2 separate regions of the Dromaius novaehollandiae genome follow, and region 2 is linked to region 1. The links are chromatin contacts, called in public Hi-C maps. All regions are on one chromosome and are shown on one strand. Each heading gives the region's core, a stretch centred on a gene start, on an enhancer-like site or on the middle of the called end of the contact. The rest is flanking DNA. Distances are from core to core; before and after follow the strand shown. Region 1 holds the start of LOC112981725 (a long non-coding RNA gene). Region 2 overlaps LYPD6B (LY6/PLAUR domain containing 6B).

Region 1 (6,881 bases), core at 3,675-6,174:
GGCTTAAAAGTTGAATAGTGATTAAATACCTAGAACAAGACATTGGGAGAAATGGTCAGTTCATAACTGGAAAGAGGTGTGTGTTTCTCTGGTGGAAGACAAAAGCCCTCACTACCTGTTTGAGCGGAGACCAAATTGGGAAGATGTTGCTCAATTAGTTGAATCAGTAGAGGGAAATAATTAATTATCTTGAGGTCTTCAATGCTTTGGGATTCTCACGTAGGCCCTGATTGCATCCTCTTCCTACAGTGGTTAGGATCTTTCCCTCTGAAGACTCTCATCCTAAAGTCTAGACTCAGTGGTAGCTTTTACGCAGGCTCTAGTAGACCTGAAGTAGCAGCATGTGCCAAAGAAGCGTCTGCTCCCTGAAGGAAGAGTTAACTTGCCAAGGACTTCAGTAAGCAGAAAGCTTGAGCAGTTCTCCATGCCGTGAATATTCATATTTAAGTTGTGCTACAGTAAGAGCTAGTTGTAAGATTCATGCAGCTAGCTAAGTAGCACTAGATGATTTTGTGGTGGGTTAGACAAAAACCTAGTATTTTAGTAGATTGAGGATTGTGTACAGGAGAGTCGAATTCAAATCTTTTACTCAGCCCCTTTTGCTCAGTTCAGTGGATTGGGCTGATACATTTGTGATACATCCTCATGTATAACAGTGCAGATTTTAGTACTTAGCTTCATACTAAACTGTGCTTAACCTGTGAGAGAACAAATACATTTTAAGCTACTCTTTCTCCAAATGACTAAGTTAAAAATGATTTTTATATAGCATATCATGTGGAAGGAATGAGTAAAAATACCATTAGCAGTGATGCAGAACTGCAGTAGCAAAATAACTGTGTCACCTGCCTCATGTGCCCTGTCCTTTCAAAGCCTCCTTTTATTAAGGGTCACTTTCACACCTTCTATTTTTATACTGGATCCTCAAAATTGTCTATCAAACTAGTGTTCTCTGTGCATACATTTACAGAGCACAGGAAAAATAAGCCAAGTAATCAAACAGCACTCCTTTATAAAAGCATAAACAGTAAAGAATCCTATTCTCTTTCCACCAGCAGCCACCTGGATGAGGAAAAGCTATCGAAATAATCCACAAGGTCAAAGATATCTGTTCAGGGAGAAGGCCCCTTTTCTTTGACTGCCATCTTGACTGCAGGCCTGCTGCCCTTTCTTGTTAATTGAGGTGTCATTCAGCAAGAGATACTCTGGTTAATAAACCTTCAAGAAAGGAACGTTGTAACTTTAGACAGCTCCAAGTACCAAATCCAGAGAGGCAAGACCTCCGAATGAAACTACTTTGTCAAGGTAACATGTAGAAAGTCTGGTCTGTGAGCTTGTTTTACTCTAAAAGCTTCTGTGCAGTCAGGCTAAACTAATTGCTGAAGTCTTGCGTGCTGAAAAACTTGTGTGAATTTGGAAGAACTCTGAATACGTATGCAGTGTGTGTTGGTAGTATTCAAACAATCTGAAATAAGTCTGGAGTGGCAATACAATTTTTATACACTCGGTGATAAGTATAATTCAAGACTAGAGCATACTTTGTAAGCTCTTTTTTTGTCAGTTCTGCCTTGGCAATAGAGCAGCTCTCCATGTAGTTTGCCTGCTGGACTGAAAGAAGTGTGGAAGTTCTGATGGTCCAAAATATGTGTGGGGAATTGCCTTAGTATTACTTCTGAGTCTGTAAAATCACATTCTAAGTGTTTATAAAGGCAGCGTTGGATGCATGGCCTATTGAAGCGTCTAAAATGTGTGATGAATGTGGTAAGGAGGTTACGTTACCATGACATCATTGTATTACAAGATATACAGCATACATGCTTTTGAAATCATCTACTTCAGCAATTAGATAACTTCTTAAACCACAGTGTTAGCACTTCACAAAATCACTCAAGTGACCATGTGCATTAAGCGAATTCCTTCTTTTGATCTCAGGGGAGTTCTTAGTGGACACTGATAATTCTTGCATTTGATACGAAATGAAGGACAAAGATATTGAAGACTGACTGATGAAGGAGAATGAAGCATACCTATGTGAATAACTGGAAGTCCTGGTGAGTGGATAGTAGAGGACTGAAACATTTCACTTGATTCAAAATGTAGTATCTCATATACAGATATTTTTATGTATTCATTTTCTGCAGGACATTTTCACATAAAAAATTATTTTGAAATGAAACACACTTTTACACAAAGTCAGAATGCATATACAATTACTGATGTTCTCTCTGAGGTAGCTTTTTTGCTGCACATGCATCAAATTTTTTTTTTTCCTATTTGAACTGTCCCTATGTACCTAAAAGTCGTGGTGGACTTTAAGCTTCCCTTTTAAACAGGTGGATTTTATGCTTTTTTGTTAGGATCCACTAGGAAATCCATAGAGATAACCCAAAGCCTGTAAAGTTGTATTTCCATAGCTTACACGTCCACATCCATGGCTCTTGATAATGTCTTGCTGAGTAGATTAAGAGCTCAAACAGTATCAGTGTTCTTAACCTGAGTTAGCTAACTCATGTCAAAAACAAGGTATATTCTACTTATCAGAGAGCTTCAATTGGTTGTTAACTCAGGCTAACACTAAGACTTTAATTCAAGTTAATGCATCTGAATTATTTTGTAATGAAGACAAGGCAGAATGCATTAATGCTTCTACTCCAGTGTCCCTCCAGGGGGAAAAAAGATATGCTCAAATGTATTTACTTATTAGTAGGGCCAAGTTCACATAGCTGGATATTCTGAATGTTTCCTGCACAAATTACTGTGTATGTTTTGCCAAGTTTTCATATTAGTCTTTGGAGGAGAGGCATCATTGATAGAGCAATATTTGCAGTCCCTCAGCTTTCTGAATAAATGTTTTCAGGACATGATGGTAATAGAGTAAACCCAGTATGTTCATTAGCAGCACTAACAACTCATTGTAGTCTTTGATAGCTCCACTGAATAGCCCATTCTTTATCATCTCATTTAATCCTAAGGTGGTAAAATATTTAGCTTAAGATCAAAAAGAAACTAATCTGTAGTTCAGCTGGAATTCAGCATTCTATTGCCTTCTGATACTTTTTCAGGGGAAATAGTTGGAATGAAATGTAGAAAGTAGGCTGAGAAATGAAAGAACCAGCTATGTGGACAAGAACACAGATCAGATAGTGCTACTGTCGTAGAATCGAAGATGAAAGCACTTGAAAACAGCCTTGAAATTGAGGCTACATTAAACACGCATACATATAATTTCACTTTGGACTTTTTAAAATCCTAAAACTTCAGCATTGGTGGCTATGTTGTTTTGCCTTTTAATGTAAATATTTCATTTTATGTCATTTTATGTTCTAAGAGGCTGTGATTGATTTCTTGATTCTTTTAGCTTGAAAAAGCATCAGATGGGCAGATACTGTTCATAGATAGGTGTGCTGTAAAAACAAAGATGGTAGCTCCAAAAAACGTATAATCTGTTCAATTGTTGTATCAGGAGTGAGCAGTAAGGTTGTTCAGTATTTTCCCGCAGAGGAACATAATTATGGAAAAGATATTAATATACAGTAAAATTCCTGCAGTTTATTTTAAGTAATTACCTTTCCTTAGCTTTTCAAGCATAACTTAAGCAGGGCTAACTCTCTAATATTAATAGCAATGGTGAAGTAGTGAAGTTTTGACCTTGTTATATAAACCATTGGCCAAAGAACTTCCATCAGCATTCAAAGACATGTGCTGCACTTCAGCACTGATTACTGCCATTAATATGAACTTTTTTTTTTAATCTTCTGGGGGCAGGTCATCAGCTGCTTTAAATCATTTTGTTGAAGCCAGCAGACCTATTTCAATGCCCACCAAATAAAGATGCATCATACTTAAACACATAAGGAAAGTTAAGCATTTCCATGCATGGGTGCTTTCTGCTTGCTATTCCAAGTCAGTCAGTTGAAGCCTTTTGTGCTCTTAAGTTTTCGTGCAGGCTGACACTTGCATAGCGGAAATTTTCTATAAATCTGGAAGTTGTCCAGGAGCTACATGCACATACGCACACACACACATCCACGCACTCAAAGCTTGGAGCAGCTGCTTGGTGACAACAATAACATCTTCTATCAGCTGCAAGAATAAGTTATGTATTGGCTTTTTCATAGGATCTCCTCTATTATAATTCTCTTTGTTTCCAAGAGAATAATGGCATCTGACAGCATTCTTTGTCAGAAGCAAATCCTTGCAAGGGGACGCATGCAGCACTGATTATATATACCACTTAGATCCGTTTCAGAGTTGCAGTGTTTGCATTTGGCATGTGAGTGTTTGCTGTACCCTGTTAATATGCAGGGTCTAACCTCAGTGTGTGTGTGCTCACATGTGCCTTAATCAGGTGACTAAGATTGAATTGTTTGCTCTTGATCACATCCTAAATATTACATACTGGAACACAAAAAGTCTTAAAATAACAAATTCTAGCAGCAGCACAGTGAAGCTGGATTTGCTGCAAGACACTGAAAAAACCTGTTTTCTAATTAAACAACCCCCTTCCCTCTCCTGCTCGTTACCACCAGGTCTCAGCAATGTTCCAGGTGGGTAATCAGGGGCCAAACAGCGCTGCAGCTGCTTCCCCGGGCTGTTTGGTAGCTGCTCCACACTGAAGTCCTGCTCTGCTTGTGTTCCTGGAGCATGGATCTGCTGTGGGACCTTTTTATCTGAACTGGTAAAGTAATCCTCTCTCTATGGAGATTATATGATTGATATGATGGTATTGCCTCAATTTAGATAAATTTTGTTCAATTCTGAATCCTGCGAAGTCTGAAAGATAGCTTACATTGCTGCATGAACACTTAGGTCTCAAGGAAGGGAAGAGTGCATGAAGGTCCTAAAGCTTTTTGAGGGACTGTACGTAGCTCTAGCAGTACTGCACAGCCCCTGGGGGTGAGTTCATCTGGGCTTGTGTTTACACGCCGTGCTCAAGGGGAGGACGGGACTTAGATGAGGGGCAGTCTAGGCTTTTAGCATAAATTCCTGCTTGGTCTGCAAATGGTTGCAAGCCTCATTTGTCTCTGTCTGAGCGGCAGTTTGAGGAAAGAGACTCAAGCATGAAATCTGATGCAGTATTTGCTGAGCAGCTGACATGGTGAGGGGAGAAAAAGCCTGAGGACATTCAGTGAAGTTTTGTGTTGGTAAAGTACTTGGGTGGTTTTGTACCACCTCAGGGCTGATTTTGCTGCATAAACCATCTGGCTGCTGATCAGCCAGGTACTGTGCAGCCTATGAACTATAATGTTGTTTTTACTTCAGACAGCCTGAAACTGGAAAATCTTAGACCAGATTCTTTGCTAATTTGAACAGAACTTCAACCTCAGAGTGGAGCTAACAAGCTCAAATACATATAGTTTCTTAATAATTTTTGAGACTGCTTTGTTTACTTCCAGGACTTACATAGGTCTTGGGGGGGGGGGGGGGGGTTGTTTGCTTCCCCCCCGCCCTTTAATTTTGTCCAGTGATCTTTGCTTCCTCTAACTAAGCAGGAGTCTTTGTGCAGCTAATGTGTATTAAAACCAGAAGTGCATAAAGCTTCAGGAATATTAAAAAACAGAGAATAGCAAGAGAGCAAAGATGATGATGAATAGTACAGTGGGAAGACCTAGAGATGTGAGAGAGGTGCCTTTGCAAAGAAGTGTGAAAAAGGAAGTTTGTTTTTAGTGTAGGAGGGGGAGAGCAGTACCCTTGCTAGCTTGGTAGCCCCTGCGTGTTTGGTTGGCCCACTAAAGCATGAGGAGTCAGGGAGAGAGGAGCGAAAGAGATCAGCAAAGTTCAGGATTTTAAGACATAGGAAGGAATAAACATTATCATTGTATTATTATATTAGTAATTCTTACAGACAGCAGTCATCTAGAGTTAGAATCAAATCAATCCCAATTAGCTAACTCCATCCTGTTATTTATGAAAGTTTCAGAGCAATGCATGGTTTTCACTTCAGTGGAGTTTGCCTACAGTATGACATCCTTCCCGGTTCTGCCCTGTAAAATTCAGAGGAACGAGACCTGCTGTTCATGGCATTTTTGTGCTGGTGCTCATTCTCATAATAATCCTCAACCTGAAATGTGAAAATGGGATTCCTAGAATAGCTCAATGAAGAAAAGTACTGATTATGCAGACTTGATTCTTTTCCAGTGTTTTCTGCCCTCACAAAGAAAGAGTTACCATTTTGGGAGGGTCCCATTTGATGACCCATGTATTCTATAGAAACTTGAACAAACACATTGGCTGGCCCACCAGGGCATGGGTTTTGATCTTAGCAGTCCTCCAAGGCCACTGCTCTTCCAGTTAATCTTGTTAAAGAATGTGCAGTGCCTGTGGCAGGATGAGATTAGGAATCCAAACATATTTGTGCTCTCCAGCTCGGCCACAGAGCTCATGTTGCCTTTGCCAATTTTTTTTTTTTTTTTTAACAAAACCACAATTATCGTGGGCTGATTCTGACAGCAATTTAATACCCTAAGGGGGGAAAAAAAGAGGGGGGAGATTGAGTGGAAAGCTTATGTAGTCTGTCTGCCAGAAACAACAGGGAAGTGAATAGCACAGTCTGTGTGCAGCAGATATAGTCATTTTTAGATCAGGCTGTTTTGTCGATCTAATCAGATTTTATGTCTTTTTTTTAATGATTCATCCAATTAAGCTCATTTGTTCAGTCTATTGTTTAATGGTAAATAACAGATATAAAAAAAAATCACCACCTATGTAGTTGTTCTACTTGGTATTAGTTCTAATGTAGTTATTCTATTTATTTGGCATTAAATGCATGTTTCCTAGGCTTTTTGGACAGCAGCTTTTCACTAAAGACTGTGCATATCCAGCAACTATCTGTGGTCAACTTGTTCTTCTCCCTATGGGTGTCCTGTCCTGTTTTTTTAATT
Region 2 (6,836 bases), core at 2,303-4,802, 92 kb after region 1:
ACAGTCGAAGCAGATGACATTGTAACAATACTGAATACACCACAGAACTTCACCTAAACTAAGATTTTGCCCATGCTTCCTCAGGTTTTGCAGGTGTTTAACAATCACACTCCCCAATATACAAATATGCACATATACATTATCCATAAGGGTACTCAAAAGCACACAGGTGTATCTGCGATCTTTTCTTCCACGGGGGTACACATACACCGTGCAACGTAGAGGCCAGGAAGAAGAGACAACACGGTCATCCAGAAACTGAAATTGAAACCCCAAGTGCTGATTCGCAGCATACTTGCGCTGTCTAGCATATGCATGAGAAACCTAGAGCACGTTGTATATCTCTCAATAGCTGGTTCACGTACACACAGACAGTTTCTCATTACTCGAGTTTTGTGAAGTGGCAGAGCTCTTTCACATCCTTAAAAGGTTCTCGCTTACACTGCCTGGGGAAAAAGGAATCTCCGCCCCATGAAAAACGTTATGTCCTTGGAAACAATTACATCACGAGCTGGGAAAGTCGAAATCCCATTCCCTTCTTCCCCCCAGGGCTGCAGCATTCTCCTGTCTAGGCTTGCCGACCCTGTGGCTTTGCTGGGCTGCCTATCCCTCCTCTCTCGCTGCGCTCAGGATACCTCCTTACCTCCTTCTCGGTGAATTTCCAGCATGTGTCAGAAGAGAGGGAGTAGCAGAATGTGGCTTCAGTGCAATTTCAGCTCAACATATTCCCCAATTTGCCAACTTTTATCAAACTGAATAAATTTCACAAATGGATTTTCCTTGAATGGCCAGAATCAATAAAATATAGAATAATCTTCTTCATAATTGGTTTTGTTGATTTAAAGAGCAAAAGGATTTTTATCATTTTTGCTTTTTCACCACAAATATTTTTCACCAGCAAATACTTTAATAACTTTAATTAAAAGTGCCATTTCTGAAGAAGATTTAATACAGTGATGCAGAGGTAAGAAAACATCATACAAACCAACACTGAATAGAGGAAAAGGTATTCTGTATTAAAGCTTTCAAAAATAAATCTTCCATACGCTGTCCAGTGCAATGCAAAAAAATGCATCGTTATACACATAGATCACAAAACAACATATATCTTTCATCAACTGCACAAAGTAATTTACTTTCCATTACTGAAGCACAATAATAAAATTCTTTTCAGTTTCTTGTTGAAAGGGCAATGCAAAGGGATCATTCTGCCCACGAATGCACTTCAGTGTGGCACCCACTGCTGTTATCCAGTGTCTGCTGATTCTGGAGATAAAACCGATACCAATACTGAATGAGAATGCAATATTTAATGCCTTATTGTTGGAAGCTGGATGGATATAGAAACATTAGCAAACATGTTCCTGTTCTGCATATAAAATGATGGATGTGCATTTATACAACTTCCATTTGCAGTTACATAGCTAATGTAGGCACTAACTAGCAATATATATTTTTAAGTTATAACATATATGTGAAGCAAATTGATGTGCATGAAATACATACATTATGGAGCTCCTGAAGATTATTCTCTCAAGTCAAATTATTCTCTTACAAGTTCCCCAATGAGCATTTCAGACAGCTATCTAAAGAGAAAATATAGTCCATACTTGAATCTACTTAATAAAATACAAATTTCTAGCATAAGTTAACATTAACATTATGATTGCCTATGCAGACAATCATTTATAAATCCAAAAATATGCACTGTGCTGACTTTTAGCACTATTTTCTCTAATATCAGCACGTATTACTTTTCCTACAAAGTTACCATTTAACATTGGCCTAAAGTAAAATGTGATCAGAAACATAAAGGTTTTACATACATAAAAAGCAGCAAAGGGCACAGTCACTCTTAAATTCTCTGTTTCCTCATCCAAGTGCCTACTTGTGCAGTATTTACAATGCATCAACAGCTTTTTGTATTTTTTTTTTTTTAAGAAACAATAGTCTTAAATTCTGTACCAACAAAGATACTGATCTATCAAGGCTGACCAGAATTGATCCTTAACATCCTGCACTACTGTATTTTTTTTTATTCTGTTAAAAAATAAACCTTTGTCAACACCCAATGCTTTCTTAAGCCCATCTTGCTTTCTTTAGTGTTTATTTTAAAAAGGAGAAAATTAAAATCAAACAAACTATTCTGGCACTTCAGTAGAATGCTTCATTTTTTTTTTTTAACCTAAAATGATTCTTAGAAATTTCACCAAATTTAAATTATGAGCAGGTTTCTTAACTTTTCAGTGTGTCAAACGGAAAAAAATTGTTTCAGCCCAGCCAAGAACACCCCCCCAGAGCCCAGCTCTTCTGGAGGTCGCAGAGAATCTCAGCCCATCTCCTGAGCAGCACTCCCGGGTCTCCCTGGCACTCCTCAATGCCTTGGAATGGCATTTGTACTGTAAACAAGCATCAGCACTTAGATTATTATAAAGTATTTACAGTAAACTCATTTAAGACCATAAGCAATCTTAAGGCCTTGTTAAGACTGCAATAATTATTCCCAGAAACAATTACCTAGTGCTGGAGGCAAAAATAGGAAAAATATCGTGGTCCAAAATGTGGAAGACAACTTGATTTCACTTTACTACGGAATTCCCCTCTGAGCAGAGGGCAAACCTGGCATGGTTATTCCACAAGAAAAAACATCCAACAACCCTACAGACCATATAACAAAAAGATGACATTTAGTGATGAAAAATATTGAACAATCTTAATTATGTTTGTTATTATGTATGACACCAAGATTAATGCTACAGACGTTACCTAGGGATGATCTTTGAATAAAGGAAAAAATTTCTTCAGAACATCTTCAGGCACTTGGCCTGCTGGACTGCGCAGCAGCAGCCATCAGAACCCAGAGCCTGAAAAGTCTTCATTTAGGCAGCAAGAACTGTCTTGCATCTGCAAGAAAAAAGTGTTTCCATCCAACTTTTACAACTGTGCAATTGCCTGTCATCAAATCGCGGGCTGACTCTTAGACATATTTACATATTCTAAAAATAGTATGTTGCCATTTTAGAATGTGATCAAACTATAAACATTTCAAAATCAGTATTTTCAGCCACTAGTTTAAATATATTTGGTGATTTAAAATAGCTAATATTTAAGCCAATATTTATGTAGCAGTTTTTTCCCCCCACAATTTCTAGGGTTATCTGTATTTTTCAGAGATCAGTTTTGAATCTCTTTTTAAAAGTAAGTTTTAACGATCCCTCCTCTGAAAAATATTTTGACAATTTATGATAATTTTTAACCAATTCCTTTAAGAAGAGGAAAAGACATCATTTTGTTCAAAAAAAAGAAACAAAATGAAATGCAGTTCTTCAACCTTGCTAGGTCAGATCTTTAGCTATGCTGCAATATATAAGGGTTGTCAGAGCAAGTCTGTGAAAAAGGTGGGGAGATGGAAGAAAACGCAGCCAGGCAAATAGGACCATCTGAAATCTGTTAGGACTTAAAGTCTCATTAAAACCATCCTGAGAAACATCAAATAACATCAGTGCCTGCTGGCCTCCACAATTAGGGGGTCTGCACTCCAAACAACATAAGCTAAACTATTAACAAAGTAGCCAACATACACAGTGTAAATGTGACCTATTACAGACTGTATTTAGGTCGATGCAACAGGAGTCCTGAAATGTACTGTACTGAGCTACAACGGGTGAAGCGAGAGTTCAGACAAGCAGCTTAGGTGTGCTGGTCTGCAGCACAGCATTGACAAAGGAAAGAAAAGAGAGTTTTTAGTACATCTAACAGTAACTAAACTCTATTTGTCAAATTTGCAGCTGTTCATCTAGTTGACACACAGTCATTTAAATGATGAAAAGACAGAGTTAAGGTAGGCAAATACACATTAAACCCCCACTATTGTTACGAAAAGCAGAATCTTGGCCCAAACTTTTCAGATGTGGGTGTTTAAACTAGATAAAAGTGATACCCAGCGTTCTGGGATATTGAAAAGCGCTAAGTGCTTACAATTTAAAGATCCCTCAAGGACACTAACATTTCTGGTAGTCTTCTGCTAACCAAGAGTAGACCTCTCCTTATTTACACCAAGTGCCCATTTACAGTTTTTATGATACAGTAGTTGCTTGACCGTAGCTGCAATTTAAAAGTCATGTTATTATCAACACCTTAAATAATATCACAAGGACAAAGATTCAGAAGCTGAGCAGCTGAGGTGGGACTCTATTACAAGCAAACTATCCTCTTGAGGGAGAGGGAAAAAAGAATTCTGATCTACGAACCCAAATAGGTAACGATCTTTAGACAGAAATTTTGGATAATTTCACATTATTTTATAATCTGAGGGTGAGACAATGTTTTACAGAAAAGAAAGATACAGTTTTAAAATTATTTTCTATTATTTCCAATAGATGTGACAGCTCTGATCAAAACAGAAAAAACATCTCTCATATATGTACTCTATGAAAACCATAACTAAGGATAAGCTTAAATATACCTGTTGATCAAGACAAGACACTCCATGTTATTTATGCACAGTGAAAAATAGTTTAAAACCAGTTTCCATTAAGACACCTGTTGGCATATGGTCCATCAAAAGTCCCCTTTCATCTCATGTGGCAAAGTAATTGTCTGCAGACACTTCTTTTCTCTGTTCAAGAAACATGCCACGCATATGTGAATTTCCACCATAAAATAGTGGACTATAATAACTTAAAGTTCACTGTGCTGCCTAGTCACTAGTGGTTTCTTTTAAATACTGCAGGCCATTTGAAGTATTTTCACTAATGTATCCAGGGACTTCATGATGTACACGTCTTCCCACTGTTTTCTTAAATTCTTATGTAATTTGAGAAGTAGCTGTGATTTCACCTTGCACATCCTGAAGCAATCTTCTTGCAGCTTTTTACAGGCCCACAGAAGGGCAAACCCTCTCAAGCAGATGTAATGGGAGGTTGCTGCATCAGGACAACATAACCATCATGACTGATGCAAGCAATGCAGTGTTGACTGTCCACCTGCAGCCATCTGACGTTCTCCGTGCATGCAATACAGCAAACACTGCATTTGTGTGATTGGTTGGTATTCCCACATTGCAAATCATACCTTCACAGCAAGAAACGCATTCCTGTTGAGAAAAAACAGATCACTGGGCACAGGCTAATTCAGCAGTGGTTTTTCAAGCTATATGTTCTTTCAACTTATTGCAAAGGTTACAACTAAGTAGACTAATCACTTCCACCTGGCAGCCCCTGACCCAAATCAGCAGATGGAGGGTATCAGTTACAGCACCTCTTCCAAAGTCATGCACCACGGCGTTCTGACAGGAGCTCATCACCCAGTGTGGTCACCGGGCTTCAAAACTGGGACATGATGCGGCACGTCATAGAAAATAGGGAAAGCTTTCCACAGCTTTCCCCTTCTAACACATTAACTACAAACACGTTTGAATGTTTTGAGTTCCAGCTTTTTAAACTAAAATATTCTGACTGTAAAACTTCTGTTCCCATTTATTTTTCCCCTCAAGCTTTTGTATTCAGTGTAGCCTTGCATGCTTAACTTCAGATCTCCTTTTTTTTCAGTTTTCCAGTGCCACAGAACCACTGACAAAGCTGATTTTCAAGAGGGACTCTAAAAGTAACTTTCCTTACTTAATATTCCTTACTAAAAAAGCCAGGAGAATGCCATTTTCCATTTTAAACAAAGGAACAAAAGTTCTTGTAAGATAAAATGCAGCAGAAGACAAATGCTGCATGATCATTTCCTACTCTCAATCCATCAAAACCTGTCGAAATCAATGAAAATCTGCTCAGATAACATACAGATCCTTTTATATTTAACAGGTGTTGTCTGCTTCTTCTTAGGTATCTGACATCTTTCATGTTAAAAATAATTCCAACCCAAAGATTTTAGGAAATCATTGATATTTAAGAACTCTCTCAGTACTAGGTAACATTGCAGAACTACTCTATACAATCTCTTTGCAAAAACACTAAAAAAAAAAAATCAGACTGCATTAATCCCAAAAATATTTTAGGAGTATATTTTAAAACTAAAAAAAATCTTAAATGGCTTAGGATAGAAAAAATGACTTATGTGTATTTCCACAATTGTGAAGAATTTTAGGAGAAAGATCAAAATATACCAATTTATCAAAGTAGAATTTTTTTGCAGAACATATTAGTTTCACAGAAATTCTTTCAAGGCAAGGATAGAACTTCTAGAGGAAGCTCAAGAGTTTTGCAAAGTGAATGGGAAGACAGCAGTACCTGGGAGACTGGCGATCAGAACCTCCCTTACAAAATGAGAGAGCCAGGTTACAGTCCTTACTCACAGACTTCATCATATAAACAATACACAACTGCTCCAAAAAGACCAGTTGAGATCAACATTTGTATGACTTCCTCACATGTCAAAGAAATGGCACCAGGGTGCTGCCTGCCTGCTAGTGGTACCGCCTTGTCTTTTTTCGAGAAACTTTCCAATGACATTGCTTTCATAAGTCTGTAAATTGAGACTTTAAAAAAAAAAAAAATCAGAAAGTTTTATGCTACAGAAAACCACTTTTTACATAGCTCTAGATTTTTGCCAACTAGTACTTGTGAACTATAGTTTTCTTTTAGCATTTTATGAATTTCCATTTGGAAATTATTCTCCTCTGATAAATGGCACAACGAATTTGGCTTATCTCTTTTACAGTTTATTTGGCATCGCTCTTTGTGTCGTATACTTTCCTTTTAGCACAACAGTTCTTTTTTGGCACTGCTACAGAATGAAACAGAGTATGTTCCAAGCCTCTTGCCAGCCTTACTCTTCTTTCACAACTTACCACTACAGAAATTAATTCTCTGATTAAGATAGCCAAGCAT

What was found. A called contact is a pair of places that touch in the nucleus more often than the background predicts.
Region 2: a Hi-C map of ovary shows a contact between it and region 1, with 4 times the contacts expected there. The contact joins two enhancer-like sites. A contact is called at or near these places in 3 of 4 Hi-C or Micro-C datasets (brain, liver and ovary).

Annotation. Positions count from the first base shown.
Region 1 is chr7:3,054,812-3,061,692 of bDroNov1.hap1, forward strand. LOC112981725 (a long non-coding RNA gene) reads left to right here and starts at 1,060. Exons shown (of 5, transcript XR_010389890.1): 1 at 1,060-1,305; 2 at 1,933-2,051; 3 at 4,530-4,678. Within about 2 kb of position 4,925, at least 1 of the 2 cell types and tissues checked has open chromatin away from gene starts, as enhancers often do.
Region 2 is chr7:3,148,104-3,154,939 of bDroNov1.hap1, forward strand. LYPD6B (LY6/PLAUR domain containing 6B) reads right to left here. Exons shown (of 7, transcript XM_064514567.1): 7 at 886-5,095. The coding sequence ends at 4,931. Among named protein-coding and RNA genes, the nearest start is that of LYPD6, 37 kb to the left of the region's middle. Within about 2 kb of position 3,553, at least 1 of the 2 cell types and tissues checked has open chromatin away from gene starts, as enhancers often do.